Regions from separate parts of the Mus musculus genome. Here regions 1, 2, 4, 5, 6 and 7 are each linked to region 3. The links are chromatin contacts, called in public promoter capture Hi-C maps. All regions are on one chromosome and are shown on one strand. Each heading gives the region's core, a stretch centred on a gene start, on an enhancer-like site or on the middle of the called end of the contact. The rest is flanking DNA. Distances are from core to core; before and after follow the strand shown. Region 1 holds the start of 4930550C14Rik (RIKEN cDNA 4930550C14 gene). Region 2 holds the start of Tspan3 (tetraspanin 3). Region 3 holds the start of Wdr61 (WD repeat domain 61). Region 4 holds the start of Scaper (S phase cyclin A-associated protein in the ER). Region 5 holds the start of Ddx10 (DEAD box helicase 10). Region 6 holds the start of Poglut3 (protein O-glucosyltransferase 3). Region 7 holds the start of Peak1 (pseudopodium-enriched atypical kinase 1).

The links. Promoter capture Hi-C pulls out the DNA fragments that hold promoters and counts their contacts.
Region 1: a contact with region 3 is called in a promoter capture Hi-C map of liver, with 4 times the contacts expected there. The contact joins the promoter of 4930550C14Rik here to the promoter of Wdr61 in region 3. A contact is called at or near these places in 3 of 39 promoter capture datasets (liver and pre-B cells).
Region 2: a contact with region 3 is called in a promoter capture Hi-C map of pre-B cells, with 5 times the contacts expected there. The contact joins the promoter of Tspan3 here to the promoter of Wdr61 in region 3. A contact is called at or near these places in 2 of 39 promoter capture datasets (hippocampal neurons and pre-B cells).
Region 4: a promoter capture Hi-C map of erythroid cells shows a contact between it and region 3, with 25 times the contacts expected there. The contact joins the promoter of Scaper here to the promoter of Wdr61 in region 3. A contact is called at or near these places in 1 of 39 promoter capture datasets (erythroid cells), 1 of 484 Hi-C or Micro-C datasets (CD4 T cells) and 1 of 115 datasets of contacts at active chromatin or transcription factors (astrocytes).
Region 5: a contact with region 3 is called in a promoter capture Hi-C map of erythroid cells, with 12 times the contacts expected there. The contact joins the promoter of Ddx10 here to the promoter of Wdr61 in region 3. A contact is called at or near these places in 2 of 39 promoter capture datasets (erythroid cells and pre-B cells).
Region 6: a contact with region 3 is called in a promoter capture Hi-C map of liver, with 6 times the contacts expected there. The contact joins the promoter of Poglut3 here to the promoter of Wdr61 in region 3. A contact is called at or near these places in 2 of 39 promoter capture datasets (liver and pre-B cells).
Region 7: a promoter capture Hi-C map of pre-B cells shows a contact between it and region 3, with 5 times the contacts expected there. The contact joins the promoter of Peak1 here to the promoter of Wdr61 in region 3. A contact is called at or near these places in 5 of 39 promoter capture datasets (erythroid cells, hippocampal neurons, liver and 1 more).

Annotation. Positions count from the first base shown.
Region 1 is chr9:53,403,979-53,406,678 of GRCm38.p6, reverse strand. It overlaps 4930550C14Rik (RIKEN cDNA 4930550C14 gene), which reads right to left and starts at 1,393. Exons shown (of 9, transcript NM_001376944.1): 1 at 1,067-1,393.
Region 2 is chr9:56,159,753-56,162,452 of GRCm38.p6, reverse strand. Tspan3 (tetraspanin 3) reads left to right here and starts at 1,383. Exons shown (of 7, transcript NM_019793.3): 1 at 1,383-1,653. The coding sequence starts at 1,591.
Region 3 is chr9:54,733,194-54,735,893 of GRCm38.p6, reverse strand. Wdr61 (WD repeat domain 61) reads left to right here and starts at 1,345. Exons shown (of 11, transcript NM_023191.3): 1 at 1,345-1,419.
Region 4 is chr9:55,936,694-55,939,393 of GRCm38.p6, reverse strand. Scaper (S phase cyclin A-associated protein in the ER) reads left to right here and starts at 1,275. Exons shown (of 33, transcript NM_001357652.1): 1 at 1,275-1,324.
Region 5 is chr9:53,246,683-53,249,382 of GRCm38.p6, reverse strand. It overlaps Ddx10 (DEAD box helicase 10), which reads left to right and starts at 1,271. Exons shown (of 18, transcript NM_029936.2): 1 at 1,271-1,565. The coding sequence starts at 1,380.
Region 6 is chr9:53,382,608-53,385,307 of GRCm38.p6, reverse strand. It overlaps Poglut3 (protein O-glucosyltransferase 3), which reads right to left and starts at 1,285. Exons shown (of 8, transcript NM_212445.2): 1 at 1,022-1,285. The coding sequence starts at 1,208.
Region 7 is chr9:56,416,645-56,419,344 of GRCm38.p6, reverse strand. Peak1 (pseudopodium-enriched atypical kinase 1) reads left to right here and starts at 1,295. Exons shown (of 7, transcript NM_172924.3): 1 at 1,295-1,404. It overlaps Hmg20a (high mobility group 20A), which reads right to left and starts at 726. Exons shown (of 10, transcript NM_025812.3): 1 at 414-726.

The DNA.
Region 1 (2,700 bases), core at 144-2,643, 1.3 Mb after region 3:
ACTTCCAGAAGAATCGCAAAACAACAGCAATAACAATAACGATAAGGAAGAGACTAGGGGTTAACCTTGCCCAGCTTCTCTCAAGTTCTGAGGCTATAAGACTGGCCCTAAGAGTATTTGCATTGTGAAAACTATCAAATGTTTTAAATCGGTATTTATGACTTTTTCTAGTTGACTTAAGATTTAAGGATCTATGGCGATGTGTTAATGATGCAAATTAAAGGTGTAGCGTGTGCATTGCCATTCTGTCGTGACTAGCACAGCAACGCAGAAACGATCCCGAGGAACAAAGGCACTTCGTGAAAGGAGAAAGAAGACCAAAAAGCCTTGGCACGTTCAACTATACTAAATGTTGCTAGTGTACTAAATGGCAGGTCAGGTAAATGTGCATGAGTACAGTCAAAAATGAGAGAGAGAGACCTAACTGCTGATTACCAGCAGTGGAGCCGCAGAGCAAAAGACCGAGGTTGTTGAGGAATTGACAAAGTAGGCTCTGGGCTGTTATGTGGAAGCAGGGACACAGTAGCCAGAAGATGAGGCTGGACTCAAGAGGGCTTGTCTTTTTTAAATATGAGGCACTAAAACGTGAAAATATTGTTAGAGAAGGAGAGATGAAAGGCGCAGGAGAGGGTAAAGGAAACTTATGATTCAGAGCAGAACCGTTTGCTATGAGGCTTCAAACCACGTGGGAAATACTTCAATTCTAAGACCCAAGGAGCACAAGGAAACCATTGCTTAAGTCAGGACTTTACTACACCCAGGTGCGAACTGCCAATTAGGAGAGGACTACCAGCCAGTCTCAAACCAATAGCCCTGTGCTGGGATTCAGAGGGAGCCCTGCAAGTGGACACCCTTGTCCTGTGGTTTCCTCCAACTCCAAACCCGTATTCCCGTTCTCTTTACTAAATTTTATTTTTTTCAGCAAATGTGTCTTCACGATTTTGCTATTCCTCTTTACCTATACATCTTGATACTGAGGGACAAGACAGAAATCCTAAGCATGTACCCTTTAGAATGCTCCCTCCATCTCTAAATATTTTAGGGAGAAAAATCTAAAACCACATACTGCATTTAACAGGGTGGAGGAAACCCAATGCGAGAGGTGGGTTAGCAATATCCCCGAAGCTGCAGCTCCTGAGTTAGGGCGAGGCTGGAGTGGGGGTTGGTGAGGTAGAGGAAAGCTTTTCCATCACAGCAGAGCAACTGTGCCAGGAGAGGGGTTTGGGGAACAGAGCATGGAGAAGGATGGTAGCATACTAAGATCGTGAGTATTTAGCGTCTTTCAGCAGGCCAAGATCAAACCAGACACCAGAGCAGAAAGGAGCTGGGGAGGGAACATGTCCCTTGACTTGCCAATCTCTGTCGCTCTCCGCTGTTTCCTTGGTAACGACTTAGTCAGTCGGAAATGACTTAATAGCTCCTTCCCTAGCAACCTTCTTAGGCCCCGCCCCCAACCCTGACCATTCTCACTTTGATGTTTGTTCTGGTAGAAATCTCGCTCTCTTCCAGTCTCAGTGCCATAGAGGCAGAGGACTTGAGAAAGGAACTCAGAGAGATCTCGGGCATGTGACGGGCCTTGCTGAAGGCCTAAGTAACATGAGGTCTCAGACTAACGCTATTTCTAAATTTAAGCTCCTTAGCCTGACACGGGTTTTAAATAGAGGACTTCACAGAACCCGAAAGCACACTGCATATTTAATGCATGCTTTATTGACTTGAATGTTGAATATCCTGCACGCCGACATTACCTCAATGTCAGAGTGTAACAATGTAAAATGAAGAGTATTCAGACCTGCCCAGTTCTATGTTCTTGCATGGAACATAATTTGTGAGGAAGATGAACTTCTAGGAAAATATTTTCCTTACATACTAAATGCATTTTTACGGGGGGTGGGGGCGGAATCTCTGTAGGAAATTCGGTGACAAAGTGAATGTCAAGACCTTCAAAATTATCACAGTTTCCATAAACAGGGCCTTGGGCTTTGGTTCTCCTTCAAGACACTGTGGCCATGCGTAGAGAGAATACTTGTGTGTTGTATGGATGCATCACCTGTCAATTAAAAAGTCTGTGGCCTATGGCTTAGGCAGGAAATGGGAGGTGGAACATCCAGGAGGCAGAAAGGATTCTGGGATAGAGTCCCAAGGGAGAATAGCCCGGGAAGATGTGAGGAGACCGACTCATGGTGCCTGAGCATTGATAGCCAGCCATGTGGCAAAATGTAGGTTAAAATAATGGGTTTATGTCGATTATGTAAGTTATGATCTAGTCAGAGAAAACCCTGGCTTTATGGCCAAGGTATTTGTAAATATATTTTGAGTCTAAGTCTTATTCCTGGGAGCATGAAGCTGGGAGTCAGAACCAGCCACGTGTTAGCACACAGATAGGAGTAAATTTTTTTTTTTTCGAGACAGGGTTTCTCTGTGTAGTTTTGGCTGCCCTGGAACTCACTTTGTAAAAAAAAAAAAAAAAAAAAAAAAAAAAAAAAAAAAGGATTAATTTTCTTGTTTTTGTTTAAATTTTTTTTCCATAAGGGTTTTTTTTTTTTTTTTCCAAGGCAGGGTTTCTCCATGTAGTCCTGGCTGTCTTGGAACTGCAAGGGGAATTGGGGGCAGGGCACAGACCCTCTCCAGCGTTGCAGACTGGGTGTTTTAGGCAAGGGATTGTGGGCTGTGGTTAGGACTTTCCCTCAATCAGCCACA
Region 2 (2,700 bases), core at 134-2,633, 1.4 Mb before region 3:
AGTGAGCATTGGTGTACCCAGGTTTGTCACTGGGACCTGGGGAGGAGGGGTGGATGTTATTTATATCTCTCCCTGAGAATGGATTTAGCTGCACCTGTCACTCAGTACAGTGTTCTAGGTCTGACCCAACCATCGCGTCTCATGTCTGCTTGCCTCTTTGCTCATGGTATATCTACCCTCTTCTACTGGAATGAAAACCCCACATGGGCAAGCATTGTCTTCTTCCTCATGGTGGAATGCCATCACCTAGAATAGGTGCAGAGTGAGGTCTTGGGAACATGAGTGGGTCTTTGATAACATGGACATTGCTTGATACAGATGAATAGGATGCTGAGGTGCTTGGGTATTTCTGTGAATGCCCAGGGAAGATGATGAACCAGGGAGGCTACAGGAAAAAGAGATGTTTGAGGACAGGTAAAGAGGTCCCGAGTAAGGGAGAGTGCAGGACAGTGGCAGAAGTACTGTGTGTGGCTGAGGTGGCTTCTGCATTAGATCACTCTTCTATGTGTGGCTGCAGGCAAGTTTGGCATCCTTTCTAACCCTTAATTACCCTACCAGTAAAATTAGTCTGACAGTCATCTGAAGCTGGGGGAGGGGTAGTGGCATGAATGAACTAATAGTTAAAAGAAGCTAATATGCATGCAGCCAGCAGAGCGGAGGTCACATTGCCACCAAAGCTGATGACCTGGGACCCACAGGGTGGAAGTAAAGAACTGACTCCCAAAGTTGTCTTCTGACCTTTACTTCTGTGCTGTGGGATGTTTGTGGGTGCACACGCACATGCTCACACAGACACACACACACAGACACACACTCCGTTTTTATTTTTAAGGTGCTAATTGCTACCATTCATTTAAGATTACAGGAAAGAGCGCACATGTCAACATGTATGAAGATGTATCTGTAATTGCAAATCTCAGTCCAAAGAATAGAGCTGAAAGGGTGGCTGCCTTGCCCAACCATCTCTGCTTTGCTAGTGCGCCAGTGTTTTCTCCTTTCCTGATGATTTTTTTTTATCAGAGCTAGCAGAGCTTCTGGCATACTAAATTCTTCATAATCGTGTGTTGATGTCCACCGTATTTCTTCCCAACTTATATGGGGTGCTGCTTAGGTATCATGCAGTCACGAAAATCCTCATGTGAGGTGGGTCTTTCTAGGGAAGAGTAGTTAACAGAACAGAATTCTGTGGTCTTCCAGTCATTTGGTCTTGTAAAAGTAACTCAATAAGACGGGGAACGTGTTTGTCCCACTAGAAATTCCCCAGAAGAGGATTCTACACTCAAGGACGGTCAGAGGCCAGAAGAAAAGGCGCGGAGGCGTCGGCTCCTTTAAGAGGCGAGGCCACCTCGTTCTCCGCGGCGCTGATTGGCAGAAGCGGCCGCAGACGCGGGACTTAGTTGCCTGGGAACGGCCTAGGGGGCCTGCGGCGGGCTGCACGCAGCTGCGAGGTGCTTGCTGGGGCGGCGCGGGGGTCTGCGGGAACGCGGCTCGGGCCCAGCAGTTCTCAGCAGAGCCGCCGGCGCCATTGCCTTCTCGCTCGGTGAGCGCCGCTCCGCTCGCCCAGCCGGGCCTCCGCCGGCCGCCGGCACCATGGGCCAATGCGGCATCACCTCCTCTAAGACCGTGCTGGTCTTCCTCAACCTCATCTTCTGGGTGAGCTGGCGGGGAGACCGGACAGGGGAGGCCTCTGTGCGGCGCGTGGGGACCAGGCGGGCGCGGGAGCCGGCCGAGGGGTCGCCCGGGCCCTGCGGCCTCGGAGCTCTTGGTGAGGTCCTTCCAGGGCCCAGCAGAGGCCAGGACGGTGCCGACCGGAGGTCCCGGGGGGCCTCCGGTCCGCTGGCACGGTGCCAGGGTTACGCGGGTCGCCGCGGCGTGAGCCTGCGGGTCGCTCTGTTCTCAGGGCTGAGTCTGTCGGGACGCCAGGCCCGAAATGGGATACTCCCCTGTGAGTCGGGTCCGCTGTCTTTGTCTGAGTCCTCGCAGAGCCAGCGGCTGTCCCCAGGTCATGTAGCAGCTACGTGGGGACGCCTGTCGAGTCCCGGGCCAGGAATTTCGGCTTAGAGCTCTTTGTATAGAGTTGGTTGGCTGGTAAGCAGCCCAGAAAACGGAAAGGATTCAGCGTGAAACAGCAGAGCATTTCTTTGATCAAGAAAATCGCTGTTGTGGGGATGGGTAGCCTGAGGTTATAAACCCTTTTAAATGTATCAGCTGCCAGGAGATTTTTAAAGCAACCAATTCACTTCTATAAAAGGTTGCTCTTTGGAGGGGCTCGGGAAACCTGGCCCCAGAGAAAGTGCTTATAACCGACCTGTCTTGAGTCAGGTCATTATCTCACCTGGGACTTTTTACTAACCTGTTGTTCTTTGGCCCTCTCCTCCGTCTTGAATCCTTCTGGACTTTGCACCAGGAAAAAAAACTATCAAAAATGTCGTCTATCACATCTTTTTTTGTTTCTTAAAAAAAAAAAAAAGAACAGCTTAATATTAGAACAGTTCAACCTTTTTACTTTGGTACTCTTACTTAAAGTCTGGTAGTGTACTGCAGTATGACCCACACACTACTGTTGGGTGTTTTCTGATAAATTATTAATTATGGGCACACTACTGGTGATTTGGGACCCAACTGACCCTCAGGTTCTCAGGCTGGGATCAAGTTTCCTTTTTCCCAGGTTTGTTATAAACATTTGCCATGGGCAGTTTT
Region 3 (2,700 bases), core at 96-2,595:
AACCAGGAGGCATTAACAGTAATTGACTTGGTCACTAAATCAAACCACAGTATTGTTCCTATTTTATTACAACCACTGAAGATAATTCAAAGCATTGTGTATGTGTATTGATACTTTGAAATCACAGACGGTATTAGATCTGTTGAGCTCAGGTAGGTGTGTTATTATTTTGCATATTTATGGCTATTTTGATGGAATTATTTCCCTTTAATCCTATGTGGATATTGATCCATTTATAAATATTATTCTGAGGCAGGACTCATAGTCTTGATTGCATGTCAAAGACATTCATTGTACATAAGAGGCCTGTTATTCTTGCTTCACAGTAGACCATGCTAATGACCTCATGTGCTTGGTGCTCTGACAGTAGAGAGGTGAAAGGTAGGGGTTTAATATAGTCTTTGAACAAGCATATCTGGAGTTCACATCATAATTATTCAGTCACTGAAGAGCACACGAATAATTCAATGTCCAAATTCTACTGGAATTCTCTCAGTTCTCTGTTTGGCATCTTGAAACAGCACTCTGAGGTATTTTTCGGCTTTGAGTTTGAACGACAGAGTTATAGCCAGGCCTGGTAGTGCAGGCCTGTCACTCTAGAGATACTGGAGACTGAAGCAATAGAAGCAGGAATCCAAGGACTGCCTATGCTACAGAGTTACAGAGTAAGTTATAGGCCAGCCTAGGCAATTTATTGAGAACTTGTTTCTAAATAAATAAATAGATGGCTGGGATGTAGGCCAGCAGGAGCATGCTTGCCTAGCATAGGCAACATCCTGGGTTTGAATTTATGCGCTATTAAAAAAAAATATATAGGGAATGGCTCAGCAGATAAAAGTGGCCGCCTTCAAGCCTGATGACTTGGGTTCCATTCCTGGGCTCCACGTGACAGAGACAACTAAGACACTCAAGTTGTCTTCTGACCTCCATTTCTACACCATGACATGTGTGCACACTCCCATACGTGCACACAACTTTTAACAATATTAAAATGTGGCACTTTAAAAATTACAGAGCTAGGTTGTTTTAGAAAACCTTTATTGTAATGATTTTCGAGCTTTTTGCTGTGGGAGATGGGGGGCGAGGCTGGGCTGGAAAGGAGAAGGAAAGAAAAAGAGGACGAAGAAAAAGCGGGGAAAAAAAAAAAAAGAAAGAAAAAAAAACAGAAGAAAAAACGAACCCGGGAAGTCATCAGAGAAGCTTTCTGAAGCCTGTTAGCAGCAGGCTGCCCTAGGTACTCCCCGCCCACTCTCCCTGGCTCCACCCTCACCCCAACCCCGCACGCCAAGGCAGCAGGGGGGCGCTCTGCCGGTCCCGCCCGCATCCCAGGAGAGGCCCCGCCCCTTCGTTAGCTCATCCACGAGCGCCACGGTCGTGCTCCACTGACGTCAGGCGTGCTGTGCGGCTGGCTGTACGGTGGTGAGTTGGTGTGCTGGGCAGAGTTGGGGAATGGTGGTCTTTGGTGCTGTTGCCTACTAGGGCGAGAGGGCGACTGAACCGGGAGAGTTGGAGGCCACCACAGCAGGTTTGTTCACGGAGGCTCCAGGAGTCCAAGGGTGGCTTTCGTGACTCTATTTAACTTGGCTAGTCCGCGAGGCACGAGTCCCAAGGGCAGACAGAAGGCCCATAGGTGGACTAATTTTGCTCCCAGATAATGTTTTGTGCATCCCGGAAATGAGGGTTGGCTTCTTTGCGGGGTGGGGAGGGGAGTAGTTTCCCCTTAGATAGAGGACTCTGGGGAGGGGAGTAGTTTCCCCTTAGATAGAGGACTCTCTTAATACCAGTCCTATAGTAGTTAGCCACGCTGTTAGGTAGCAAGCTTCACGTCATTGAACACTAAGCAGAGAGTGAGTTCCTTTTATTTCAAGTACCATGTGGTATGGTGCGTTACAGACGTGCCTGAGAAACTTTCATAGACGCATGGGTTAGTCTCTGGGAAGCCTGAAGAAGGACCTTTAAATCCAGCCCCGATAACTGGAAATTTTCCTAAAGAGAGAGATGGCATAGAGGCCTCTTGGGATTCTCTTGGTTCTGAAATTACCTGTCATGAGACATGTCTTAGTAGTAGGAACTGTGTATTTACCTACGCTTCCGTCAGCTGCTCTAAGCCTCTCTCTTCTAGCCAGAAGAACGGAGCTAGTAAGAGTGCCTACTAAACGGCGTTAAGGAAGGTTCAGTGAGCTAATCTGTATAATAGTTAAAATAGGATCTGATGCAGTACGTCCTCAAAGGTTCAGCCTGATGGAACTGCACACCCTATTTTGAGGGTAGCTTTTTAAAAGTTGACTCCCTATAAACCTTCTTACTTGTAAAATTGTCGTTTTTCTCTATTGCCAAGTGTGAGGTTCGTATGGGCAGAGAGGAGGCAGTATCACTAAGAGGGCTGGTCTTCATGCAGTTTGTGTCTCAACTTGTTTGAGCCAAATTGTCAGGAGAGCTTTCTAGTCTGGGCAAGGTCCTGTTCTTGAGTCACAAATCAGTAACAGTCACAAGTCAGCACACCTGATTAAGATCTCTTAGGCCAGGACTATTTAGAAATCATGTGTCTGTCTGAGTTTCTGTTCTTGGTAAACATTTGTTAGTCTTTGGTTTGCATATTTGAAGCAGGTAGCATGAGCCCAGATGTCTGAGCTGTATGTACGGCCTGTTAAGTGAGGATGGAACTGAGGGGCTGTGAACATGGATTAGAAGACAATTCAC
Region 4 (2,700 bases), core at 26-2,525, 1.2 Mb before region 3:
TCAAACTACTGCAGGTGGGGATTTGCAGTAAAGAAATCACTAGTGACTTTAGAAAAGAATCGGAAGAAACCAAACTGCAGTAAGTCCAGACCTGAAGAGGAACTGAAGTAGTGGAGATATCTTGCAAATTGCAAAGTACAAAGGGCAGGCTATGAGGGGGAATGAAAACATGTTGAAGTGAGGGCTGGTGGTTGGGAGATTTGAAGTGGAAAGAGATTGAAGTTGTTTAAATGCTCATGAGAATAAGAGAAGATAGTAAACCAGAGAAACAAGACCCTGACCGCCATTTATATTGCACTAATTCTTCCTATCTCCACTTACTTTATTACCAATAGTGCTTATCATATAACTTACAATTTTTATTATTTGTGTTTCCTCCGAGCTCAAGAACAAACATTTCCTCCCTCCAGGATTTCTTTTGGGGGAGGACCTATTTTGTTCATTTATGACTCTAAGCAAGCTAGTAGAGCTAATGTGGCAGGTCCTTCATAACTGTTTGTCAAACAACTGAACGAATGGGTTTTCTAAGAAACCAAGAGGCGGAAGGACCTAGAAGGAGCCTCTAATACAGCGTGCACCTGCTTCCATAACTCTTACCCTCTTAAGGGTGAGGCAGATGTCAGTGACCCGTTAGCTTCCCACCTGTTGTAAGAAGTGTGAGCCAAGTTAGAATCTCAGAGTCATCTGGACGAAAAGCTGCAGAAAATACTCCTTGATATTGTACTGTGACGGGCATAGATTGTTTTCCATTTAGTTCACAACTGTGGTTTAAATACCTACACATAATCATCTTGCACTTATTGTTGTCTTTGAAATAGCTTAAGCCTACCTTTTAGGTTTTTGTAGTTGGATCCTTCCAAGCCTGGCACCGACATTTGAAACAAGCCTTTAAGTGGAGACTAAGCTCCGCTTGGCTAAGTCCCAGGTGCTTTAGTGAAAGATTGTCACACACATTTCTTGAGGTCTTTAATCGGTGGGCTGTGGTGGTAAGACACGCCGGAAGAAAGCTGAATCCGAGAAAGGGGCCAGTGTGGACAAAGCTGAGGTAGACCGTCAGTCCAAGAAAGAGAACAGCACTGAAGAAAAAGACGTTCGTCGGTACAGAGGAAACTCTTACCTTTCTACTTGAGCGCGCAAGAAGTGAGCCTAGCTGCGCCTGCGCGAATGGCCCAGGACGGCCTAGGGGGAGTGGCTGGGCTTCGGCTGGCGTCACGTGGTGCGCCGTCCATCCGCCCCGCCCGGTCCTCCGCGGCCGCCCCGCCCCACCCCGCCCCTTTCCCGCCGGGACGCTGGGAGCCGCCCCAAAGTAAGCTAAGCCTCCCGGGTAAGTGTCCGCGAGGGGCGCGCGTCGCCTCGACCCGGACGGGCCCAGGAGGGGCGCGGGCAACCTGTGTTGTGGGGCTGAGGGGACAAGATGGCGGCGGAAACCCTTCCACCTCCTCCCTCACCTGGGCGTGTGACCGGGGGAGGGGAGCCGCGAGGTGGACTGAGGAGGCCGGGCCAGGGTGGGGAGGGTCGAGCTGGCCCCGGGGCAGTGAGGGTCGTGGGACTGGGACAGACCTCAGGCCGGGCCGGGGTTAGGGTCGGGGCAGAAGACTGTCTCTAGGGGGTAGCCGAGCCTACTGGAATGTCCCTACTGCACGAGTGAGGGGTCCTCAGAAGCTGCTGCTTGCCTGCATTTGGCAGTTAATCACTTTCAGCATCTTTCCCTCCAGGGCTTTACCACACTTTCCATGAACCTAGATTCAGGCATTAGCTATCTCAGGGAAGCATGGAGGTAAAAAAAAAAAAAAAAAAAAAAAAAATTTTTTTTCTTCCCATTTTACAAATGTTTACTTGAGGCCTCAGGTGCAAACCGAAGGCCTCTCTCACCTGAGAGCCTCCTACCTCAGCGTCCTTGCCTCTGTACTTTATTAGCACTCCCCTCTGCTCAGATTTGCAGTCCTGCACACAGAAGCAGGTTAGAGTCAGTAACTGACTCCAGAGAGTTTGGGGCTTGTTAGAAAGCAGCCAGAAAATTGCTCCCCAAGCAGCACCTGCTGCTGTCCCAAAGGCTCCCTCTAAGGAGGTCTCACTACCCCATGGGCTGCCTCCTGCTGCTGGTGGACTGTATTTCTCACGTGTGTCGCGTTATTGTCTGTGGAATAGCAATTTGCTACAATCATCTTCCTGAACAGAAAATAATTCCCGGCTGCAATTTACAGATTTATTTCATCCACATCACATGGGAGAAGAGTGAGATAGATGCTGTGGACGTTTATAAATGGGAAACTTGAGGCTCAAAGAGATGATTGCTTAGCCTGATCACTTGCTGGTAATGTGGCAGATTTCTGATTTAAGATAGAAAAATAAGCACAGCACTAACCCACCCTGTCCTATGTAGGTGCTTTGAATTGGTAAATTTTTTTTCCTGTTAAGCATGACTTTCTGCAAGATGCTTGCAGATTGATTTACAACAAATACACCAAAATGACTTGAGAATGTCCATTGACATCCAAATATCTTTAGTACAAGAGCCATTTTAAAATGTCATGTGGGAAATTATGTTGGTGGGAAAAAGTGTGATGTGGCTTTTTTCCTTTGGTTTCCATCATTTGGATACGATCCATGTCATAAAACTAGCAGAAATAATGTTTCTACAAGGAACTGCTTCTCGTTCGTCATAACCCTTAAGCAAATGCCCCATCCTTCCTCTTTCTT
Region 5 (2,700 bases), core at 22-2,521, 1.5 Mb after region 3:
GATGGAAAATATGAAAAAAAATCTTGGTTTAACTTATAGCTATAGTCATAGTCGTGGAAATAAACATTTACTTAACTTAAAAATCATTATAGCTGGGCAGTGGTGGCACACGCCTTTAATCCCAGCACTTGGGAGGCAGAGGTAGGTGGATTTCTGAGTTCGAGGCCAGCCTGGTCTACAGAGTGAGTTCCAGAACAGCCAGTGCTACACAGAGAAACCCTGTCTTGAAAAAAAAAATCACTATAAAATATACAATGTGAATATTCAGTTAAGGCCACCCAGTTGTTAAAACTGAGAGTAAATGTGATGGTTTGAATAAGAATGATTTCCATAGGCTCATATATTTGGAGTCACAGTTTCAAAACTTTGGAGTTTCAAAAGTCCATGCCAGGCACAGTGTCGCTGTTCATGCGTGCGTACGTGCGTGTGCGTGCGCACGCAGGTGTGTGTGTGTGTGTCTGTGTGTCTGTGTCCTGCCTATGGATCAGGATGCAGCTCTTAGGTACTGCTCCAGTGCCCACCTGGATGCTGGCATGCCTTCCCTGTCATGATGATAATGGACTAAACCTGTGAAACTGTAAGCCAGCCCAGTTAAATGATGCTTCTTTCTATAAAAGTTGCCTTGGTCATGGTGTCTCTTCACAGTAATAGTTCAGTGACTAACACAGTAATCATCTCAGGGTTTGGTTTTTGTTTTGTTTTGTTTTGTTTGTTTTTGACACTTTGTAAGATAAATGGTGATTGATGTTTAGGATGCTCTCCAGAGGCATCTTTACGATGTCTATGTGTAAGTGTATTTTTCTGTATTATGTAACTTTTTGTTAATTGAAAAGTTTGCTTTAAAGCATTTTGAGTCAACACGGTGGCATTTAACTGAAATTAGAGTATTCAGGAGGCAGGTGAATTCTTATAAATTTGAGGCCAGTCTGATCTACAAAGTAACTACGACCTACATACTCTATAACGTATAGCAGTGTACTCGCGAATGTTGGGCACACTTGAATCCAGAGTAAATGAAAAGCAGTACTTTACGCTGAGTATGACTTCACCATACTAGCAATAAGCAGTGTACTTGCGCTGTTTCCGGAAGCCCCAAGCACTCTCGGAAGCAGTGGAGCACGCCCAGTTCCTCCGTGCACGCTTTCCCCTGGCGTCTTAAGATCGCCCCGCCCAGCGGAAGCCAAATCACCAATCATCGTCCGCGCATTGCCTGTCGTCATTAATGTGTGCCCACTCTCCCCAGCTTGGGGGCGGGTTCCCGGACTTGCGCGTGCGCCCCTGCGCCTTCTCCACACGCTGGTTTCGCGTCTTCCGTGCTGTGCCTTGAGGAGCGAGGAGGCTCCCGTGTAGCGGCGTCGTGGGTCCTGGCAGCCCCCGCCATGGGCAAAACGGTTGCTTCTCTGGGTCAGGGAACCCGACCCGACCCGGTGCGGAGCTTTAATCGCTGGAAGAAAAAACACAGCCACAGGCAGCACCAAAAGAAGGAGCGGAGGAAGCAGCTAAAGAAGCCGGAATGGCAGGTCGAGCGCGAGGGGATCAGCCGCCTCATGCAAAACTACGAGAAGGTGAGGTGGGCTCGGGGCACGTTCGGCGGGGCTCTGGGGAGCGAGGGTGGGTGCAGCCCGGAGGTGTTGCCGCTGTGGTGGACTTAGGGTCAGGGTGGTGTGGGAAAGGGGCGGACCCGGCCAACGGGGCCTCACTAGTGGTCTGTTGGGTGTCGCTACCCAGGTCTGACTCTTCTACTTTCCGCAGTGCTGGGAAAAGTGATAGAAATGCGGTGACACTCCGGGTAGGGACATGTGGTGCAGCAGTGGTGACAGAACAGAGAGGCAATAGTGACCGCTGTGGAAAGAACCTAGCGGATGGAGTGAGAGCCTTCAGTAGAGTGCTAGCCCAACACGCAGGAAGTCCTGGGTTCAATCCCCAGCTCCACATAAACCGGGCACATATTGAGCACTAAGGAGGTGGAGGCAGGGGGATCAGAGGTGCAAAGTCATCCAAGGCTTTATAGCAAGTTCGAGGTCAGTCAGTGATACGTGAAACTTGGTCTCAAAAATGAAATAAATAAGCTAAAATCTGGAGTGATGTAAGAAAACGCTGTTGTTCGTGGGAAATGTTTAAAATAATAGAAATATCTTTAAGTACTCTCCATGTTTTATATTCTTTGCCCCTATCTTGAGGTGTGGATGGATCCTAGTAGTCCATTTAACGGATAAGAACTGTAGAGTTTGGAGAGGATAAGAAACTGGCCCTAATTTCCCACATCTAGTAGTGTGGAATTGGAACCTAGACCTGTGTCTGTTTCCACAGCTCTCGATCTTTAAGTTGGGAATTGGCTCTGTCCCTTAGCATCATCTTTTGTTCTTTGTCTCATTGTCTTCATGGTTTTCACCAAGAATCAGTGGAAAGACAATGGAATGTGTTTGCCTCTTCCTGACATCAGCATCTTGTAGCCAGTGTTCCTAGATGAGTAGTCTCATAGTTAACACTTAGACAAGCTGGCGTGTTTTCCTGCCCTAGGTGTCTGCCCCTTAGGAATGTTACTTCTATCCATCCTCTTAAAACCCATATTTTCCAGCATTCATCTACCTTTCTCACCTTTCCAGTGAATGCCACCTTTCTAGTTTGGGATTTAATAGGTAGAATCATCCTGGAATTAAAAGTCATTACTTGCTATCTTGTAGCTTAAACAGCAACAGC
Region 6 (2,700 bases), core at 36-2,535, 1.4 Mb after region 3:
AGATTTTTAAAATGGGGGGGGGGGATCCTTACTCTCCTGCTGTAACCACATGAGTGCTTATCTGGGTTCATTTATTTATTACAGAACTGCAGATACACCATAACACGGTTTGAATCTGAACCATGTTCCACAGACTCCTGTTCTCAACACTTGATCCTCGCGCTCTCTGCTTTTGCGCGGCTGCAAGCCAGTCTAGAAACCCCTCTCAGCCTCCAAACCCGCACTCCTGAAGCTTCCCAGACTCCCTTGGACCTATTGGCAGTTCTTTAATGTTTACACCAGGCTGCAGAAATCCAATTGCAGCAACTGTGCTTTGCCCTGATAGGCAGGTTGCTTATTATCTATTTTCTCAGCAGAGTCTTAAGTTTTCGATAGGCAGACATTGCCATCCTCTTTTTTACTCCAGGATTACCATATACACGTGACTTCTAAGTACGTGAAATTCCCGTTTGCTCGGTGGAGGACGCCAAGGAGTTCTCTGCCTCTTTGCAGGCAAAACAGGACGCCAGATGGGAGCAGCCTTACATTTAGACACAAATTAGCAAATCCTGACTGGCAACAAGTTGAAACCAGCTGGACAAGTCCAGAGAAGCAATCAGATGTGGGAGGAGGGCCCTGCTGAGATTCAAGACAAGCGCCTCCCTTCTCCGGTTCTAGGAAGTTTCCCTGCTTCGCGTGGTCTGCACTGCGGGCCTAAGAAGAGTGGGCTGCTGAGGGAGGGAGGAAGGCGCGCCCTGCAGGCCAGGAAGGGCCATCTGCATCACGTGATGGCACCACTGCGCTCCGTGGGACCCCACAGGCGCCGTTTACTCTACTTACCCTTACATCTGTCACCGGGCGGGACCTGTGGCCCAGCCTTTGGAGTTAGTCACCCAACGGTCCTGAGTGGCACCTCCCGCCCCCGTGGGTGTCAGGGAGGAGGGAAGGGACGCCGATGGGAGGGGAGAGAAGACGACACCCGCAGTGGGGAGATGGCCACGTGTGGGGACAGGGACGCGCGGGGACGGCAACGGGCGCTGACCTGGCGGCGAGCTAGTGAAGTTCCGGCCGTCCGAGTCCACCGACTGCAGGAAGAAGTAGCGCACGGGCAGGACGGCGGCGGCCTGCAACCCAGGGCCCCACGCCAGGCTCCGCGGTGCGCTCACGCGCGCCCCGGCCCCCGCCGCCACCAGCAGGGCGAGCTGCAGCCCCAGCGGCAGGGCCTGCATGGTCGCCGGCTCTCAGCTCCGCTGGCCAGGGAGGAGCTGGAGCGCCGGGCCGAGGGGACACCCGAGGGCGGGCCTCTGGCTAGAGCCGCCCCGGGCGGGCCGGGCGCGCGCCCGGACCCCGACTGGCTCGTGTACCGCGCCCAGGCCTTACGCTCCTAGTCATCCCTACACTAGTTGCCTGAGTTTGCCAGTCTGGAGAAAGGCAGGGTGTGCTTGTTTTAAAATTGTTACCTCTTTTCTTTTTCTTCTTCTTGTTCTTCCTTTTCTTGTTCTTCCTTCTTTTCTTCTTCTTCTTCTTCTTCTTCTTCTTCTTCTTCTTCTTCTTCTTCTTCTTCTTCTCCTTCTCCTTCTCCTTCTCCTTCTCCTTCTCCTTCTCCTTCTCCTTCTCCTTCTCCTTCTCCTTCTCCTTCTCCTTCTCCTTCTCCTTCTCCTTCTCCTTCTCCTTCTCCTTCTCCTTCTCCTTCTCCTCCTCCTCCTCCTCCTCCTCCTCCTCCTCCTCCTCCTCCCCCTTTTCTTCTTCTATATTTTATTGTTTCTCCTTTTGAGAAGGAAGTCTCCCTCTGTATCTCAGGCTGGTTTTGAACTGATGACAATCCTTCCACCCCAGCCTCCTCCAGTAGAGGGAAATTAAAGGTGTGTAAGCCAAGCCACCTTGCCTTGTGGAGAAAACTGGTTGAGTTGGGGTTTTCCCTATGTATCTCCTACTGCCTTGGAACTCTCTATATATGTATATAGACTGGCTGATCTTTAACTCACTGTCATCCACCTGCCTCTGTGTCCCAGGTATTGGGATCAAAGGTGTGCACTACACCCAGACAGAAAAGGGTTGGAAACATGGCTTATTATAAATGCACATCAGGGTTTGGTTTCCAGTGCCACAGTGGAACAAGAGGAATAGCTTCCCTGTGAGGAATTCCCCTAGTCTTTGTTCACACACCGGCCCACCTGTTCCGTATATTTGTGATTGGCAGCCTACTACCCTGAAGTCCCTTATCTTTCGGTGTTTCCTGTGTAGGGCACTTGGGCAGCAGAAGGCAGGGTCTGGGCAAGCGTCTCAGTAGAGTTGGGCACCTATCCTTCCCTGCCCACTATGCCCTGGGCACCCCACTCCTGAGCATCAAGAGCCGGGAAGAACAGCCCCACAGCCCCCGTTTGTTCACTCTTGCTAATTATTTTTTCTTTTTATCTGAGTTTTAGGAACTAATTATTCTTCCCAGGATGAGAAATCTGGAAGAATTCATCCTGCAGAATGGGCAGAGATCTTCCTGGTAGATCTCAACCCAGAGCTTATCAGAACCAGGCCCCAGGCTTTAATTGGGCTCCTGAGCATTTTGAGCTCCGGCCCAGGTCACCAACCCAATTACCAATCATAGGCGAGTATAGAGGCCAGCAGGAAGAAATCGGCAGATGCCCATATGCACTCTACAGCGCTGGGGTCTCAGGTTAGCCCCTGGACGTTATAGACAGCGCTCTTTAGACGCATCATTAGGAA
Region 7 (2,700 bases), core at 46-2,545, 1.7 Mb before region 3:
GGGAGAGATTTTCCAATTTACACACAGAAACAAAATACATAAATTCTGATCGTGGCCTGGTGATTATCATAATTTGGGGAAATAACCGAACTTGTGACGTGAAAATACAACCCCAAGGCTGTAGGAACTCTCTCTGAGAATGGCACAAACCAACACCTTTTCTGGCTCTCATCAACACGGGAAGTGGCTTGGACACCCCCCAAACATCATCCTACCCCCACAGGAAGTGAGTTACAGTTCCCCCTCCCCTATGACAGCATGTCTCCCTTCCCCCAACCGGAAGTGAGGCGCCCCCATTCAGTGGGCCTTAAACCAAGACAAACCAATAACAGCAGCAGCAAAAGAAGGATGATCTTCAAAGGGGGAAGGACATCTCGACTGTTGCCACCCCCATGCTCGTCTTGCTTACTAACCTGCTGACGGCAGGAGCAGGCAGGGGCCTGGGGACTAATGAAAGTCCCTTGCACAGAGGACAATTCCCTCAGCCCCTCGCAATCGCCTTCACTCTTCACTCCGTCGTCTCACAGCTTGACAGAAATTCCTCCGCAGTACTTTATTTTGGTGTCTTTTCTTACTCTTTACCTAATCACTTAGTCACCTCCAGATAGGTAACTTCTTTTAACGTGGTAATACTGAGAATTGTTCCGTTGAGGAGAGACGTGAAATGTTATACCCGATACTTTCAGAGAAATGAAGGGATTATTTTGCCCAATGCGGCGAAGGACTACGTGACCACGCAAGGTGAGACACACTTTCGCGAAGGTTCTTGGGAAATGTAGTTTTCATTTTCATTGCTAAGGCTCTCAAAAAATAGTGGGACTTAAATTTTAATTACTGTATACTGGACTCTTAGAGGATAGTTATTCTGTACTAGACGAATGGCTGACTTAAGGTGATTCGGCCCCGAAAAAAATCCAAATCTGCGCTGTTTCTTTCCACTGGCGTTTAATTGAACCCAAATTCCCCGTCACATGGACTCAAGGTCCCTGCCGCCCCGCCCCCTGGCTTTGGCTCCACCCCTCAGCCAATCAGACTTTCTCTAGCTCGTGTTCTCCGGATATTGGCACTCAGGGAGGCGTGGCCTCTTGTCAACTCCTCCCATGGGGCTGAGAGTAGAGCTCGGAGACCGCCGAGGTTTGGTGCGGGCACGCGCGGGCGAGCGCGCGCGGTCTGAAGAAGTGAAGCGGCAAGGGTGCGCGCGGCGGGGCGGCGTGCAGGGTTGGGAGGAGCGAGCGGACTGGTGGGCTGGGCGGACGGAGAGCGGCCGGGAGCGCGCTGTGGACTCCGCGGCCGCGAGTAGTTAGTTAGTTGTGTCAGTTGCTCGGTGGAGGCGGCCGCGATCACCAGAAAGGGGACGGGACAGGAGGCAATGCTGAATATCGCAACGGCTTGTGCTCCCCTCAGGTAACGGGGGCAGGGTTGCCCACGTACCCTCCGGTCCCTTTCCCACACGCGCTGGCTTATGGGGCCAGGGTCGCCGAGAGGTGAGGACGCGGACCTAGGGGGGATCGGGACTGGGTGGCGCCGCAGGGGCTCGGCAGCCCGTGCGTCCTGCGGGGCGCGGGCTGCAGTGCCCCGGCCACCCACGCGCCCCGCGGGCGCCGCGAGCCCTCTCATGCCCCCCACCGGCCCAGGCCTCGTTACCCTGGCTGCGATGGTCCCGGGAGCGCGGCGCCCCCCAGAGGAGGGAAAGTTGGAACCTGGCGGCTAGGGACTTCCCGGGGCTGGGCTGCGAGGCTCCAGGGGAAAGTGAAGCCTTAGAGGAGCTGGAGATGTGGAGGCTGGGGCAAGAAGGGCTTCTGCCTAGTCTGTATGGTCGCCTCACTCCCAGACTTTGGAGGATCAGGCTCAGCCTTGCCTCAGCAGTCAGGACGGAACCGGTGGCTCTGTGCCTGCTCACTTTACGCTCTGGCCAGGGAGCCCCTAATGTGCGCAGGCTTCCTAGGTTGCTTAGGGGTTTGGGATTTTGAGAGGCTGGGTTAGACATTTGTTTTTCTTTGCCCTTTGGCTTATGGGTTCTTGCCAATTTCCTTTCCTCCTTCGAAGAGGACTACCCATCTGAATTGGGTCCCCTTCTCGTTATCCCCCATCTTATGCTCCATTTGTTGGAGAGCTTGATTTTGTTCTTGGACTTCATTAAGGACTGCTGAGAGCAATATCAAAGAGTAGTCCGCCCTCCAGTCCCCCTCCCCCAGGCCCCATGTCTGCAGTCCAGTTTTTAAGGACCCAAATTGAGGAACCAGAGCTGTGGAATGGAGTTATTGGATGGCTGGTGTTGAAGGATAGAGATGAGTTAGAGGAAAACTATGATTTCATCTTTATTGGCCTTACTATAGAAAACCCAGTACATTTTTCTTTGCCTCTGTTGAATGTGGTAAGAGTACACTCTCAATTAAATACTTGGTGACTTACATAAAAGACTATTTTTAAGCCACTGGATGATGTGCATGAACTGCTTTTTCACCTGAGTCGGAATTGCTTTGAGTATTCTGTTTGGTGGCCTATCTGTTGACTTGATCTTTTTCTTTCTTTCTCTTTCTTTTCTTTCTTTCTCTTTTTTTTTTTCAGCCACACTGTCCTCCCTTTATCTACCTTGGCAAATTAAGTATGTAGTCAAGAGAACACATATTGCTCTCTGCAAAGAGGAAAAAAAAAAAAAAACCCAGAAAGCCCAAACTTGAATTATCCACAAGGGTAAAA